Linked DNA regions of Sus scrofa: region 2 is linked to region 1. Evidence: chromatin contacts called from public HiChIP or PLAC-seq data. All regions are on one chromosome and are shown on one strand. Each heading gives the region's core, a stretch centred on a gene start, on an enhancer-like site or on the middle of the called end of the contact. The rest is flanking DNA. Distances are from core to core; before and after follow the strand shown. Region 1 overlaps PEX14 (peroxisomal membrane protein PEX14). Region 2 overlaps LOC110261095 (a long non-coding RNA gene).

The links. HiChIP or PLAC-seq counts read pairs in DNA pulled down with a chosen protein or histone mark.
Region 2: an H3K27ac HiChIP or PLAC-seq map of skeletal muscle shows a contact between it and region 1. The contact joins two enhancer-like sites. A contact is called at or near these places in 1 of 47 Hi-C or Micro-C datasets (retroperitoneal adipose tissue) and 2 of 2 datasets of contacts at active chromatin or transcription factors (alveolar macrophages and skeletal muscle).

The regions. Positions count from the first base shown.
Region 1 is chr6:70,778,146-70,785,822 of Sscrofa11.1, reverse strand. The region is part of intron 2 of PEX14 (peroxisomal membrane protein PEX14); the gene reads right to left. Among named protein-coding and RNA genes, the nearest start is that of PEX14, 44 kb to the right of the region's middle. Within about 2 kb of position 2,677, at least 22 of the 83 cell types and tissues checked have an H3K27ac peak or open chromatin away from gene starts, as enhancers often do. A contact at or near this core is called in skeletal muscle, where this site is marked.
Region 2 is chr6:71,166,931-71,174,607 of Sscrofa11.1, reverse strand. LOC110261095 (a long non-coding RNA gene) reads left to right here. Exons shown (of 3, transcript XR_002344890.1): 2 at 5,783-6,289; 3 at 6,468-6,975. Among named protein-coding and RNA genes, the nearest start is that of TARDBP, 43 kb to the left of the region's middle. Within about 2 kb of position 2,902, at least 5 of the 83 cell types and tissues checked have an H3K27ac peak or open chromatin away from gene starts, as enhancers often do. A contact at or near this core is called in skeletal muscle, where this site is marked.

The DNA.
Region 1 (7,677 bases), core at 1,428-3,927:
ATACCCCTCAAAGGGTGTCAGATCCTAAACCAGAGTGAGAGAAAAATCGATGAGCGTGCAAAAGAAATGTCAGAATCATCCTAAGTGTGGCGGGAGAGCAAATGTGTAGGTGGGCTCCAGTTGAGGAGAGCCACCCCCAGCCACCAAAATGAAAAGGCCCCCCCCCAAAAAAAGAGCAGCACTAAAGGCAGCACTAAAGAGAGCACAGAGACTGCTGCGTCTGAAATCTCCAAGGGAGAGAAGGAGTCTGGCAGAAAGCTGCTCTCGGAGTGTGAAATGCAACTCAGAGGAGCCGAGGGTCTAGCAAGCAGGTGAGAGGGGCAAGTTAATATGCAGAGGAAGCCTCGGGGAGCCAACATTCAATACGATCCTCTGCAAGGACAAGGAGGCAAATAAGGCTCCCCAAAACCAGACTGGGGGGGGAGGGGCGCCACCACCGCTCCGAGCGAAACCACTGGAATGGCAAGAGGGGAATAACCTTGAGCTGGACGCGCTGCCCGGGAGGCGGCCGCAGCGCGGAGCCAAAGTGCCCCCTAGCCGGGGCCGGTGGCCGCGCAGGCCGCAGGCGGCCGCTCCGCTGACTCTCGAGCCCCCGTGAAGTGTTTTCACCCAGGGAAAATGAAATGTTTTGCAAGATGAAACCGAATGAAAATTGAGGTTTTGGGTAATTACTAGTTGGCATTTACATATCACGGGCTGGTTCAACACCTATTCATTTGCCTCTTTTATTTTCAATTTTTTAAAATTGCTCATTAAAAATGAACAGATGACAGTGACAGGGATACCCCCCCCAGAATTTCTCTGAGGGTTACAAAATCAAGAGGTACTCCTTGCCCGTTTATCTACCATTGACACACGTGTACGCGTACAAAGGTACGTTTCATTTACCTCAAGGGGGGAATAGACGGGAAAGTCAACAAAAGCCAGGAAGTTCAAAAATAAAGACAGTGACTTGTACTGGAGCCAGCCTCCTGCACCTGGGTGAGCAGTGAGCTAGCAAGCGCCCTGGGTCTCCAGGAGTTAAAGGAAAGAGCCTCTCTTTCAACTTGGAATTTCCTGGGTTTTGTCCTTGTGTCCTTCCCCTTGTTGATTTGGGTTACAACCCCACACTAATTACGCTGTGGGCCCGGCCCTAGTTTCCTTTGTTGTGCTCTCCTCCGTCCTTTTGTTTTTCACATCACAGAAACAACATATCTCTGGTGGAGTTGACATGACAGAATATAGTGTTTGTGAAGGTCTGTTGTGTCGATCTGGGTTTAGGGAATTCCCACGCAAGCATTATTGACCCCAGTCTCTCTTAAAACATATGGATGCATGCAGTCAAAGCCTTTACGAAAAGTGGTGACGTCACGGGCATAAAAAGTACCCTTCCAAGTGAAATATCTCTGCATTTAAAATTTTCTTCTTGGCCCCAGTTAAAAATATTGCATGAACTGCTTGTCAGAATGTCATTGGTTCGCTATTGTATTAAACTAGTTCTTCTAGAAATAAAAAGCATCTAAAGCCAACAAGCACTATTTAATGTCAAGTGACAGTGATCTTAGGGACATCAGGGTGCCTTGGGAGAGTACTCTGGGTGCCAACTGCAGCCCAAAGGGAGCTGCTGATGCAGAGGGCAGCCGGAACTCGGGCACAGAAAGCGCTGCAGTGCACACACACAGGATGCCGTGGAGGAAATAAAAACCCTTGTTTCTGGGTTGAGAAGATCAAAGCTCCTTTTTAGGAAAGGTTGCGAAGGAAAAGGCCTTTCTCCTCTAGGCAGACAGAAAAGCAAATTTAAATGCCTGTCCCCACCTGAATTTAGATAGCAGCCCCTCTAATTTTTGATGCAACCAACAAAGCAGTTACCCAAAGAGGAGAGGGAAAAAAAAGGATGACATTTGCCTTTTCCTTGGCTTTGAAATCCAACTGGCAGCAAATTGTTTGAAGTCCTGTTTAGAGAAGAAACCGTAATAGCCTCCATACTGAAAAGAGGAGGAAAATGCCATTATACACGGATCACGGTAGCAGTGACCTCAGCGGAGAAGGCAAGCGAGCTGGCTGCAAGTCGGGGGGCTGGCCGGCGTGCCAGGAACAGAAAGAGAAAGGTTTGCGTGTGCCAGCAACATGTGGCGAGAGTTGGGCGCTCGGTCCCAGGAGATCCCAAGAAAAGGCGAGGAGTTCCATTTCTTCACATGGTGTCTTCTGACTGCTCCTTCTCCCAGTTTCCCTTGCTTTTATATTTTCCATATTCTTCTAATTCCCGGGCACTGTTAAAGGGGAAGCAGAGAGCACCCAGGCTTCCGTGCTGTAAAATTAATGAAGGTGTCAGGCTGTTGAGTTGAATCACTCCAAAGGAATGTAATGACTCAGTGTCCAAGATGCTCCCCAGGAGAACTGTGAGCTCACTCAGTGACGGTGGCCGGTGACTCCGACACTAAAAATATGTAGCAGACGGTACCCGGGACCTTCCTAATGAGACCACTGCCTCCATCCCCGAGTCCCCTTCTCTCCACCACGGGCTGAATCTGATGCTTTCTGAAGGTTACTTCTCCCAAACTCTAGCACCTTCATATGCTCCGCAGGCGAAGCTTCAGTTCCCACTTCTTTTGAAGTCGGGCCAGATGGAGGTTGGGAAAGCTCGCCAGCCCTGCACTGTCGAGATGTGGGAGGGGGAGGGAGGGAAAGAAGAAGGGTTGTGCTGTGGACAGGGACACCCTCACGTCACCCTGAGGGTGAGAGGCTGGCCAGATGACCACAGATGGTGCAGGGCAGGGTCCCTTCATGGCGGCTGAGCACCTTCTGCTCTGACGGCAGCAAGATGGGCTCCTGGACTCCAAGGAATTCCATCTACCCTCACCCCATACATAGCAAAAAATTAAAACCCTAAGGAGCTGCTAAGCGGCACTCCTACCAGACATCCTACAGGAAAACTGGAGAAAGACTAAATGTTAAAAAATAGATTTGAATACCAAAAAAGAAGTCGTCACAACCCAGAAACAGTTCAAATCCAAAAGCGAGCAAGAAAAGAATTGGAAATGACACATGTGGGCAGCTTCTAAACCATCTTTAGATTCCCTGGAAAGCAGGATAAAAGCGAACAGTTAAAACAGGCTACGGAGAGAAGACCACCAAGTCCTGGTTCCTGCTATTATTTTAGATTCTTCTGTGGCCTAAGGAGGAAAATAGAAGAGTATGATTCATAATAGAGAAAACTGGCAGCCTCCAAAATCAACAAATTTACAGTAAGATGACTAGAAACTGTTTCTATTCAAAGGCTCAAATGAAATCAGCTCCTCTGAGGGGAAAGTGGCCCCCTTCCCCAAGCCCCCTGGCTTCTGGGGTGCAGAGGACAGGCCATCCACCAAGGCAGGAAGACCAGGGTGCCCAGCTCTGGAAGTAAATGAGGCGACAGACCTCAGGTGTACCTCCCAGCCATGTGAAATAAGCTGATGACCAGGTTCGGTTTTCTAAGAAAGGGGTATCTAACACAGGCCACGCCTCTCTAGACGATGTGGGGAGTAACTCATCCACACGAGCGTGGCACAGAGAAGCAAGACAAGCCTTGCCTCTGACTCCGATGATGCATGAGTCATCACTTTTTACACATCTTTCAGAGGCACCGAGATAAGGACTGTGGAACCGATTCGTCCACCCACTGTACAAGATCTGTATCCACAGACTGTCTTTAGCAGCAAGACGTAAATTCGGAAGAGATTCTAGATCAAGAGGTGTATCGGTCCAGACGCCTCCCAATTTTGAAATGTTTAGCTCGGCAAAGTCACCCACAGAACACAGAAAGAATTAACTGGTCATGGTCATGGGTTTGAACCATTCAGTGACCTTTCACGAAACACCATAAACATTCCTAGTATCAACAGCCACAGCCTCCCACAAACAAGCACACTCTTAACACGAGTGGTTTAACACAGGCCTATTAGACACCAGAGCCATCTTGGTCATGAGGCTCTCCCTCGAGGTCCTACCTCCGACGGGAAGGTGAAAAGGAAGCGCTTTCTGCCTGCAGCTGATGTTCTTACCAACCCTGGTCACCAAAACGGAGCATGTAATTCATTGACAATTAACACAAACTTTAAACAGCGCTCACCATTAAGCAATCAATCCCTCCCCACCTTCTTCTCAATCAATGGCAACTCATTTCTAATTCCTTCCAGTTCCGTCTGGGAAACAGACAGAGGTTCCCTTTTTGTTATCTGAATAATTGTGAGGCACCATTTTGCTCTGCAATCTTGATTTTCCACACCCTACTCATGAAATACCTAGGCCAGGGTGAAATATTGTGACATCACAAAAATCTCTACGTCTCCTCAGTTTGGCCAAAGCTTCCTGAGACACTGCTCGTTGTTTTCTGTTCATGGTCCTTTCTCTCCCTCTTCTTCCCTGGTTAAACGCATGGACACAGAGTTATTAACTTTTACAGGAAAACCAAATAAAATAATGTCGAAGCAAAAATGCGGTGATGTCAGGCTGCAGCTAGCACCATTCATCTGGGGGAATCTGATTAGCGCTCGAGTGGCAGAGCTACCTGGAAAAGTGCTCACAATCAAATAAAAAAATGATACCAAAACATTAACCTGATGGCTAAAAACTCCACATTTAAACAGTTAAAGTAATAAAGGAGCTTTTATTGAGTATTTTTTATATTTCATTATGCCCCAAATTGACGAGGACTCCCGGATACATTTTCTAGACTTTTGGTTCCTCAAATCAAATGCTCTCTTGGACTTTTCTTTTCTTTTTTTTTTAAACTAAAAGGAAACAGCATTTCTTGTAAATTTGAATGAAAGGATTAAAGCTTCTCCTACAATATCGCTAACAGCCTTGAGTGCAAACAAGACCAAACACTGCAACAAACAGAAGCCTTTTTTTGGTTTATGTACTTTAAACCAACAGCAAGCAGAGACTTTTCCTCCACAATTTTATCTTCCACAAACCCTCTAATTCCTCATTCACACACACTGTGCTCAAAGTTAGCAGGCAGAGAGGCAGGGTGGAAAGCGGAGTCGCAAGAAACCTGCACAAAGCTTCAACCCTGGTGCTAAAGTGTCCCCAAACGCCACCTCCCACCCCGCACCGTGCCTCAGATCCCTTCATTTCTGCAAAATAAGGACTTCACTAGATGGCCTTCTGGACCCTCCAAGTGGCACCATTTAATAATTCTCAGCTGATTCCGTCAGGCAGCCTGTGATACCTAGGCCAGGGACACGGGTGAGGGTCAAGGGAGGGTCAAAGACAAGACCCAACCATTCCGGAGCTCAGCTCTCCAATTTCATCCAGTTCCAAAAAAAAAAAAAAAAAAGGAGAAAACCATCAAGGAGGAGGAAGGAGAAAGAGAAGAAGAAAACTGCTGTTGCCAAAAAAGAAATGACAGATTCCATATACGTTACACATAGCAACGTTTTATTCACACTACTTACTATTTATTTCATATACAAGCTCAGTTATCTGGTGTCCAAATCACAGAAGATGAAAAACTGCAAATGAGAAAGGAGAAACGAGCCAGCTAGCAAGAGATACTCACAGAACAAAGACCAGATAGTGGAAAAAGCCTGGCAACAAATATCAGGAGAGAATCGTCTATGAAAAGCAGACAAAAAACTCAAAAAGTGTATCAGTGCGAGGTCCCTGGGCACAGGTGGAATCACTCAGAGGAAGGGCAAAGATACCACATACCTCTGTATTCCAACAGGTTTTGAAAACACAGCTACACTTACGACACAATACAAACATTTACATCTAAAATGATGATACCGAGTCATCAGGATTAAATTATATTTTAGATACTCTGCCTGATAAAGCAAGACAGCATATAACCCATTTTATGTAATTCCTAGCCAATGTTTTAAAGTGTTTTGTTTTGTTTTCATATGGATCTTGAGGGCCATCTAGAAAAAGTGGCTATCCAGAATGACTCATTCCAGGAGGGTGGCAGAGATGGAGGTTTTCCTGAACTGAACAAAAACAGTTTTTATTCAAGTTAGATTAAGAAACAGGAAGCCAAAGATTAAATAATGAATAGTTACTAAGCATTCACCGGGTCCACACAGCACACCAGGCACTTAAAAAACCAACAACAAGCAAAGATGCTGCTTTTGCAGTTACAGTCTAAGTCGAGGCAAGCCATCAGTCCCATGCGTGATCTAGGACTCCCTTCTGCAAAAACCTCGACAGGAGTTCTCCTGTGGCACAGCAGGTTAAGGATCTGGCATTGTCGCTGAGGGGCCTAGATCACCACTGTGGCACGGGTTCGAACCCTGGCCCGGGAACTTCCACATGCCATGCATGCAGGCAAAATAAAACAAGACCCCTTGACAAAGGATCAGTGGACTTCCACTTGAATGCTTATGATGAATGGAGAACTCTCGCTCTTACGAGTGTCAACTCATTTCCAGAAGTCCTTCTTTAAAGTGAGTTGAAATCTACTTTCATGAACCTTCTATCCATTGACTCTAGTTTTCTGTAAGCGAATAATACTAACTAATCCACTTTTTGAAACAATGCTGGGTGAGAAATGCGGACAGGCCTCTGTCACTTGGCTATCTTTTCTATAAAAGCATTTCCCCTATTCTGCTTATTAACTAAATGTGAACGCCCGTTTCACTGCACAACGGCTTCATGAATTCTGCTCTGAAGCTTGGTAAGAGCAGCCTTGCCCCTTCTGGGAGAGCCAAGGCCACACCTGTAATGTCAGAATGCATTAGCAATAATAAAGGCCACAGTAATGCAAGAGCCAACTTCATACGCACGTCATTCCAGAATGGCTAAATTCAATCAAATATGGCAGCGCTTCCTACGATGCTATGATCACCGGGGCCAGCTCGTGTGTGACGTGGGCCCACTTACTGGAAGCTGCTGGAAACAGAAAGTGAGCGCTCTGCTTTGAGTCTATAATGGACGGGGGTTTTACCAGCCCGTAAGTGGTTTGGCCTCCTTCTTTCCCAGGAATTACCTAGAAATTCATTTAACAGCTTCTGAAGACTACAAAGGAAACTTCTGAAGGCTACAAGGACACGAAGAGAGGAGGAGAGGGGATAGCAGTCCCTCAGTCTCATCTTAAAGATACATGATCACCACGGGGAGAAAAGTAAACTCCCAGATGGGAGGAATCAGGAATCAAAGCCAGAGATGACCTGGGCTCCATTCTAACTCAGTCATTTACTTCCTCACTGACTCTCAGAGAGTTAGGTACCTCTCCTATTTCTGCTTCCCCATCTGTAAAATGGAACTAACACTGCTTTAGGGACTCCCCAAAGTATTACAAGGAATAATTAGTGAGCATTTCTACAGTACTTTTGATCTTCAAAGTAGGAGTATTAAACTATAAAGTAGAGCAGATGTGGTTTGAAAAATCTTTTAAAAACTTAAAGTATGCAAGCAAATCTAGAGACGCAAGACAGGCTGGCTGACATCATCTCCCAAGACCAGATCCCTTTACCCTTGCACATGGGAACAAAGGCTCAAGAACCTTTCATTTGGGAAAACCAAAAGATGTGGAAAGAAGAGAGAAAGGAGAAAGAGGAAGGGGAGCGGCAGGGAAGAAAACGCAAACGGGAGGAGCGGTAAGAAGAGAGAAAGACAGAAGGCAAGAAGGGACTGGAAAGCAGCAAGAAACAAAAGGCAAATCCCACCCCCTAGAAGAAGAGCAAAAACAGGAAGAGAGGAAGAAAAAAAGAAAAA
Region 2 (7,677 bases), core at 1,653-4,152, 390 kb before region 1:
TGCCTGCACCTTGGACTTGCATTAAGTTTTAATTAAAGCCGTTTCACCGGCCTTGCCCTTGGCTAAATGCAGCTGTGGGCACAGGGCGCATAGATATTTAATATTCCGCCTCTCCCCACTGAAGGCGCAGGGTGCCCAAGGGTGTACCCGAGCCGTGCCCGCTCACAGCGATCCGCGCACTTGCTTAAGTGTGCCCACAGGCCCCGAGCGGGAGGCCGGGCAATAACTATTCATTGCCCTGGGTTAAGTGTGCCCAGGGGCACCCGTAAACTCAATGCAGTGATTAGCGATGGCTCCCAGTGAAGGCTGCCCGAGGTCCTGCTGAATGTCCTCGGCCCTAAATATAGCCTCCGTGTGGGGCCTTAAAGGGCACCGTGCGTTTTTGCTTAGCTCTTGAGCTCTTGATCCGTCTTCCCTTCCTTCTTTAAACAGAACTGTTTTCCTCCTCAAAGTCCAGCCTCCAGGTGCTTCCCAGCCTTCCTCCAGTTTGCATGAAGGACAGGAGTGGAACGGCTTTGGTGGTGGCAAAGGCAAAAGCCGAATTCTCTCCATCCTCTCACCAAACGTCAGGTGTCTGCCCCATTGCACCTCTTAGCTGCCTAAAGAGGTGGGAGCTCATTTGAAAGTAAAGACAGAGCCTCCAACGGCGAGGAAACAGCGGGGCTCACTCCAGGGGTGGGGGGCTGTCTGCGGGTGGCCAGAAGTGGGTACCGGGCCAGGGGGCAGGAAATATGAGGCAGTGTGAAGGCTGAGCTGGCTGGGGTCTCTAGGCAGCCCCTGCCGCTTCTCTCTGCTTCTGGGAGCCCCTCTCTGTCCCTCCGTCTGGAGGAGTTGGGGGTCGGTCTTGGATAGGGGCGTCACTATCCAGGCAGGTCAGTCCCCTCTGGCCTCTGTCCTCCCCACCTTGTACGGGGATGGGGGCTGGTCGGCTGGTCTCCAAGGGACCCTCTGCTGGTCGGTGGCTCCCTCCTTGTGCCCACACCTCTCTGCCAAGGTCTAAAGCAGATGCAAAGGGGGGTTTGGACAAGCAGAAAGTATTGAGGGAGCAGCTGGGTGGGGGGTGTGGGCTGCAGCCGAAGCTCCAGAACAGGTACCCCGCTGAACCATCACCTTCCTTTCATCTGTGAAACGGGGAGAAATGTGCCCCCCACTGTATGGCTGCCAGCTTACAGGTGGTATAGTGACCGGCCCTCCCACTTTATCTGGGACTTTTCCTGTTTTGGCACGAAGTCCCACCTGCTCTGTCCCTTGGAACCTGGGGTGGGTGATCACCCCAAGTTCAGTGCCACTGCTGAGCGTGCCGGCCCTTGGAAGCACTCTCTCCCCGCTGCTTGTTGCATCTGAAGAAGAAAGGGCGAGGGAGAGCTGGGTGAACTTGGGAGAAAGACAGGATGGGAGGGAAGCGGGTCTGAGGGCGGCGTCCCTGCCATGCGTACCCGCTGTCGGCCTCGCCAGCTGCTCCCCAGACCCCAGCTGCCCCCTTGGCCAGGCCCAGGGCAGCAGCTGAGGTAATGACATTTCCCTGGGTCTGTGGACACTCGAGCCTCAGAACATAAATGATTTTCTTGTCTTAATGAGCAAACAACCCGTCCACAGGGCTCTCTCGCCGGCCTCCTGCTGCGGTAATTGCCAGCGCTTCTGTGCTCAGACAGAAATGTTGACACTCCGTCCAGTGCTTACCTCTTGCCAGGGGACGTGGCTTCCTCTTTGTTCTGTAGGCCTCCCCTCCCCACCCCTGGGAAGTGCCCGTGTTCAGGTAGGTGGGGGCAGGAGCGACTTTCTGGAAGGTCCTGCCAGGCCTGGTGCTCGGGGACCCTCTGAGGCTGGAGGCACCCCCGGTGCCGTGAGGCCGTCCGAGGGGAAATCTGAGGGGGGGGGCTCTGTAGGTTTGGGGGGAGGCCGGTGAGGTGCTCAGACCCTGCGCTGACCCCTGTGCTGGGGAGCTCATCCTTCCGCAAGGCCACCTGTTTCCATATGACACAGCTGGGTCCCCACCCTCGCCTTCCGCTGGTCCTCGGTGTGTTCTCTGCAGCCCCAGGAGGGAGCGGGTCCCTCCTCCGTTTTCACATCCCTTTTAAGTCAGCCAGCTTAACTTCCCTGAGTCTCCTCCTGAACGCCTCTGTCACCGCCTAGGGGAGGGGTGGGGGCTCCTCCCTGTCCCCCTCCTGCCTTCCATGCACCCACCTTTATTCAAGGCCCCGGTTGTCAGTGTCCCACTAATGCCCAGGCGGAGGGTGGGTGGCCCGTTGGCTTGCCTACAGGGGTAATGGTGGGCTGGTTCGTTCTTTCTGCTGCATTAGCGTACCCGCTGTGTGCCCAGCATTCCTGCCAGGGTCTGCTCTCCTGGGGCATAAGGAAAGCAAGCGTGCAGTTTGCCTTCCTCCCCGAGGGGCCTGCTGCCTCAAGGTCCTGCCCATCCTCCCTGGGCCCGGTCACCTTCCTCAGTGTCCCCTAAGTCTTCCTTCTCCTTGATGCCCCCAGTGACCCCGTCTCCTTGGCAGGACTGTTTAGAAGTGTGTCCAGTGTCTCCAGACCCGTGGCGGCTGCCTCTCTGAGGGATTATCGTGCCGTTGATGGGATTATCAACAAGAGGATTATCAGTGTGGACATCCCCCCCCCCGCCCCCCACCGTCCAATGCCCAAGGCAAGAGCTTGTCCAGAGGCGGGAGGTCAGTGGTGGGCAGCAGCCCCGCCAGGCTGGGAGGCCTGGAAGAGCCGTCGGCCAGAGCTCCAGGGCTGATTCCAGGGTCCACCTGCAGCCCGGGCAGATTTAGGCAGGCGACTTTGAAAATTGGGCTCCATTAGCGTCAAGTGGCGCGCGTGGCAGATGAGGGGCTCCTGCAATCATGCATTCCGCCCGTCCTGATCGTGGTGGCAGGAGCGTAATTACCGTCTCTTTAAATAGCCCGAAGTTGCCGTGCAAGAGAAGATGGCTCACATGACATTTGCTCCAAGCTCGCTTCCTGCTAAAAATATCTTGGCTAAATAATATTTCCTGGTTGCATTGGAGCAACAGTCCCTGACCTGGGCTCTGTGGTGCTTGGGGGTTCAGTCCCGAGGCTGATCTGAAGGTGGGAGGGGGCCCAGTGGAGGGAATTTGCTTCTGGAAGGAGCAGTTTGGGAGGCCAAGGGAAGATAGTTTTGCCTCTGCAGGTGGTGCGCACCCTGAGGGGCTTCAATACCTATTCTTTTTCTTTCTTTCTTTTTCTTTTTGGCCTTGCCATTGGCCTGCAGAAGTTCCTGGGCCAGGGATCGAACCTGTGCCAGAGTAGCGACCCAAGGTGTTGCAGGGACCATGCCAGGTCCTTAACCTGCTGTGCCACCAGGGAACTCCCCCTCTGGCTATTCTTTAGCAGCTGCTTGACCACTCAGTCAGACCCGGGAGCACCAGCAGACCCCACCCCCGCCACCCCGGCCCCATGCCACCCAGGTCCATCCTTTCCAGCTTCATCATTCTCTCGTCCCTTCTGTGTTCTCCCGTCCTCTGGGCACCTGATCCCCGTGGTCCCACCCCCTCTCTCGCCTCTTCTTAGCCCCAACTTGGCCGTGCATTCCTGAGTTGCTTGGGACAAAGAAACCCTTGCTCTTCCTGGCAGGTGTGAGTGTGTGTGAAGTAGGGGTGGGGTGTGGGCAGAGGATGAAAAGCGGAATCATCCACTTTTCCAAACTCAGGGTCTTCGAACTCCCGAGAGGTCTTGGGATGGCCTCGGGGTGGGGTGAGCGGGTCTGAGAGTAAAGATGAGAGAGTGTCTGCACTGTATCGTCAGGTCCTCCAGGGCTCCATGGTCTGACAGCCGACGAGATCTCTGATTGAGACCTTGTATAACTCTTTCATTCAGCTTGGGGCTGGGGGGCAACAGAGAGAAGCCCAGAAACCTGAAGACCCCTTCCTTCCTCCAGGGAATTTAAATTCTAAGGAACTCTGTATGCAGAGTTAGATGGTTCCAAGGCTTCTTCCTGCGCGGCTAGATCCGAGATGACTTGACCTTTGCATAGAATTTTATCATGGACCAGATTTCATGATGGGGCTCTGGGGAGTTTAGGGCACAGGAGATGGCCTCACCAAGCTCCCAGACATCTCTTTCCTTATTCATGACGCTTGAAATCCTTTTACTTGGAGACAGACAGATGTTTTCATTTAGCCACTGCAGAGCTGGCTTCAAATGTCCCCGTGAGAGGGCTGACACCACGAAATTCTTGCTAAAGTGTAAACAACTGATACAAGCATTATTTCTTAAGAGCAGCTTTGGTAATGGAAGGGGCACCAGGCTAGGTCACTGAGCTGAAGACCGTCTTGGCAGGGACATTTCTGCAGTTTCCCAGGGGCAGCTTGGCTCTGAGCATCTGCTTCCTTATGGGCCTTTGCAGACAGCAGGATCCCCAGGTTTCTGGGAAAGGCCTTTCCTTCTCTTCCTCGTCACTGCAGCCACGTTCCAGCCCAGACAGTGATACCAAACCCTGAGTAATCCCCTGTCACCAATCCGGAAAGTGTGCTGTGCCGGCCATGGGCATGGCCCCTGGCTGAAATCCTGCCACCACCCTTCGTCCACGCGCCTGAAAAGCGTGCTTTTTTTTTGGTCTTTACAGAGCCGCACCTGCGGCATACGGTGGTTCCCAGGCTGGGGGTTGAATCGGAGCTCTAGCTGCCAGCCTACACCACAGCCACAGCAGTGCCAGAGCAGAGCCATGTTTGCGACCTACACCATAGCTCACGGCAATGCTGGATGCTTAACCCGCTGAGTGAGGCCAGGGATCAAACCCACAACCTCATGGATAATAGTCAAGCTCATTACTGCTGTGCCACAATGGTAACTCCAAAGCATGCCTTTTTCTGTGTCACATGCCTGTCCTAATCCCAGGACCATCCCAGCTGGTGCTGGAGATCTTTGTTCATATCCCAAGGCAGAGATGGGTCCAGTCAAAGAGGTTCCCAATTGGAGGAAAGCCCGAGCCTCAGATTCCTCTGAGTCCACCTGTCCTGTCCCTTTGTGGTGACCAAAAAACAGGAGCTTTGTGGTGGTCGGTGTCCTGGTGGCTGGGGTCAGGGTCTCGGTGGCATCTTTAGCTGTCCTGCCCCTTCTGGAGGTCCCTTCACCTCGACACCATGCCGAGTCAGACGTGACAGTAGAACTGAAGGGACCTTTGCCACTTACTCCCCGGAAGGCTGGCACTCTTGTCAGGGAGGCCCCATGAGGGGACAGCCACAGGGTACAGGTAAATCCTTGTTGCCCTGCCAGCAATGCCAGGGGGCCCAAGGAGCCCCAGGAATGCAGGCTTTCTCTAGGTGAGTCCTGAGCCTGCCATTGGCTGACGTGGATGGAGAGCTTCTTCCGGTGTGTGGGTGCTCTGTGCTTCTTTCCCCCGTGCCAAGCCCTCCTCTTCCTGGGCTTGATAGGTCCCACACCCAACCGGTGAGCAATGGTGTCAGGCACACTGGCTGATGCTGGCCCAGGAACAGAAGGGCCATGGCTCTGGAGTCAAAGTGCTGGGGCGGGAGGGCATAGCAGCTGTCTCGCCAGCAGCAGAACCTCGGGCAGTCACTTTACCTCGTTGAGCCTCAGTTTATTTCATCTGCAAAATGGGAACAGAGGCACCTGTTGTGAGGAGATGGGCGTGAGGAGCTCAGCCCAGTTCCTGGCATAAGATGAGCTATTTTCATTTCAATCGTCCAGCTAATTCTGTGGGTTCTAGTTCCTCGGGTCCCTTGCAGGACGGAGTAGCCTCCTTGGCAGAGAGCTGTCCGCAATGCTGCTTATGTCTGTTTCTTTTCCTTTTTTTTAAGGCCACACCAGCATACGGAAATTCCTGGACCAGTGACTGAATCCAAGGAGCCATAGCCACGGTCACGCCAGACCTTTAACCCACTGCACTAGGCCAGGGATGGAACCCGCACCTCTGCATCGACCCGAGCTGCTGCAGTCGGATCCTTAACCCACTGCACCACAGTGGGAACTCCAGAGCTACTTATTGCTTAACCCAAGACGGACCCTCCTCTGTACGTGGTGTGTGTCCTCCGTGCCTGGATGCTGGGATTCGCGTCTTGAAAGGGGTTTTTGGTGAAAGCACGGCTACCAGACAACCTGGTATTTGCAAAACCACCAGGAGCAAAACCCATTGAAATACAGCGTAAGGAAATACACATAATTCACAAATGATGTTGATCACTTTCATCTTAGACTTCCTAACTGTCCTCAATAGAAGACAGACGCCAAGGAGATTTAACTCAGATGTTAATAGTGCAGAGAATGCCCCGTTACCAGGGAATGCTGCTTCGGTGCTGCATGAAAATGTAATTATATTCAGAACTATATTTAAAGATTAAAAGGGGGACTGCCTACCATCTAGCCCCAAATGCAGAATTAGAAACAAAGTTAAAAGGCGGGGTGGGGATGAGTTCTAACAGTCTGCTAAAAATGGAAATGTTTCCTGAAAGTTTTTACACATTTCGGCTGTTTTTATTTTAACAGTTTCCTGCCGCGATGCCATTGATTTTGGAACGGGAGGGACAGAATTTTATCCAACGAATATTCACTAAGCATCTGCGATGCGGGAGGCCCCGGATGAGGTACCAGAGGCCACCAGATTCGGTCCCTGCTTTCAAGTCCTGGCCAGTCTGGAAGGGGAGAGGAGCAAGACCCAGAGAGTTGGGTGGCAGCGGGCTTGGCGGAGACGCCGAGGAGCAGGTGACCTTTGTCCTGGGCTTCGAAGAGAGACGAGTTTCTCCATAAGGGACATGGTACATAAAATACAAAAATAGAACATTTTAGAAAGGCTTTTTGGCCTCTCTGGAAAGATTTACATGGAGAAAGAATGTTCTCTTCCTCCTTTTATTAATTTAATAGCAGCAGCCAGAATCCACCTCTCTGAGCCCTGGTTCCCAGCACACCTTCCCTGTAGCTTCTAGGTCTTTCTATTCCTAGTCTTCTTCTTCTTCTTTTTTTTCTGTATTCCCCAGGGCCAGGGATTGAATCTGAGCTGTGGCAACGCTGGGTCCTTTAACCCACTATGCCGGGCCTGGGATCGAACCTCTACCTTCACAAGGACCCAAGCCACTGCAGTTGGGTTCTTAACCTACTGCACCACAGCAGGAACTCCTGGTCTTTCTAGTCTTATAGTTTCTATTGGATATGCTCCTGTTTTTCCTCCCGGAAGCAGTGGAAACAAATCTGACTAGGAGCCATGAGGTTGCAGGTTCGATCTCTGGCCTCGCTCAGTGGGTTCATCTTGTGACCAGAGGTTGTGTCCTGCTCAGCCTTTTACCCTTCAAGGGCCTTATCATACTGCCTTGCCTTTGGTAAGCACTTAAGACATGCTTGTTGGGTTGAATGTTCACTGGGAATTTTTTGGGGGGGCGTTGTGCACGCGGTATGCAGAAGTTCCCAGGCCAAGGAACGAACACTAGCCATAGTGGTGACGACGCCAGCTCCTTATCTGCTAGTCCACCAGGAAACTGCTCACCAGGAATTTAGGAAAAAAATGTTTTAGACAAAGAGCATTTTTCTGGGATACTGTGGCTAATATACTGGGATTGGCTAAGTACTTAGTGGTTATAGATTTTTTAAAAACATTTTGAAAAAAATAAAAATAAAAAACATTTTGAGAAGAGCATTTATCCATTTATTTATTTTGGCCATACCCACCGCATGAGGACGTGCCTGGACCAGGGATCCAGCCCTC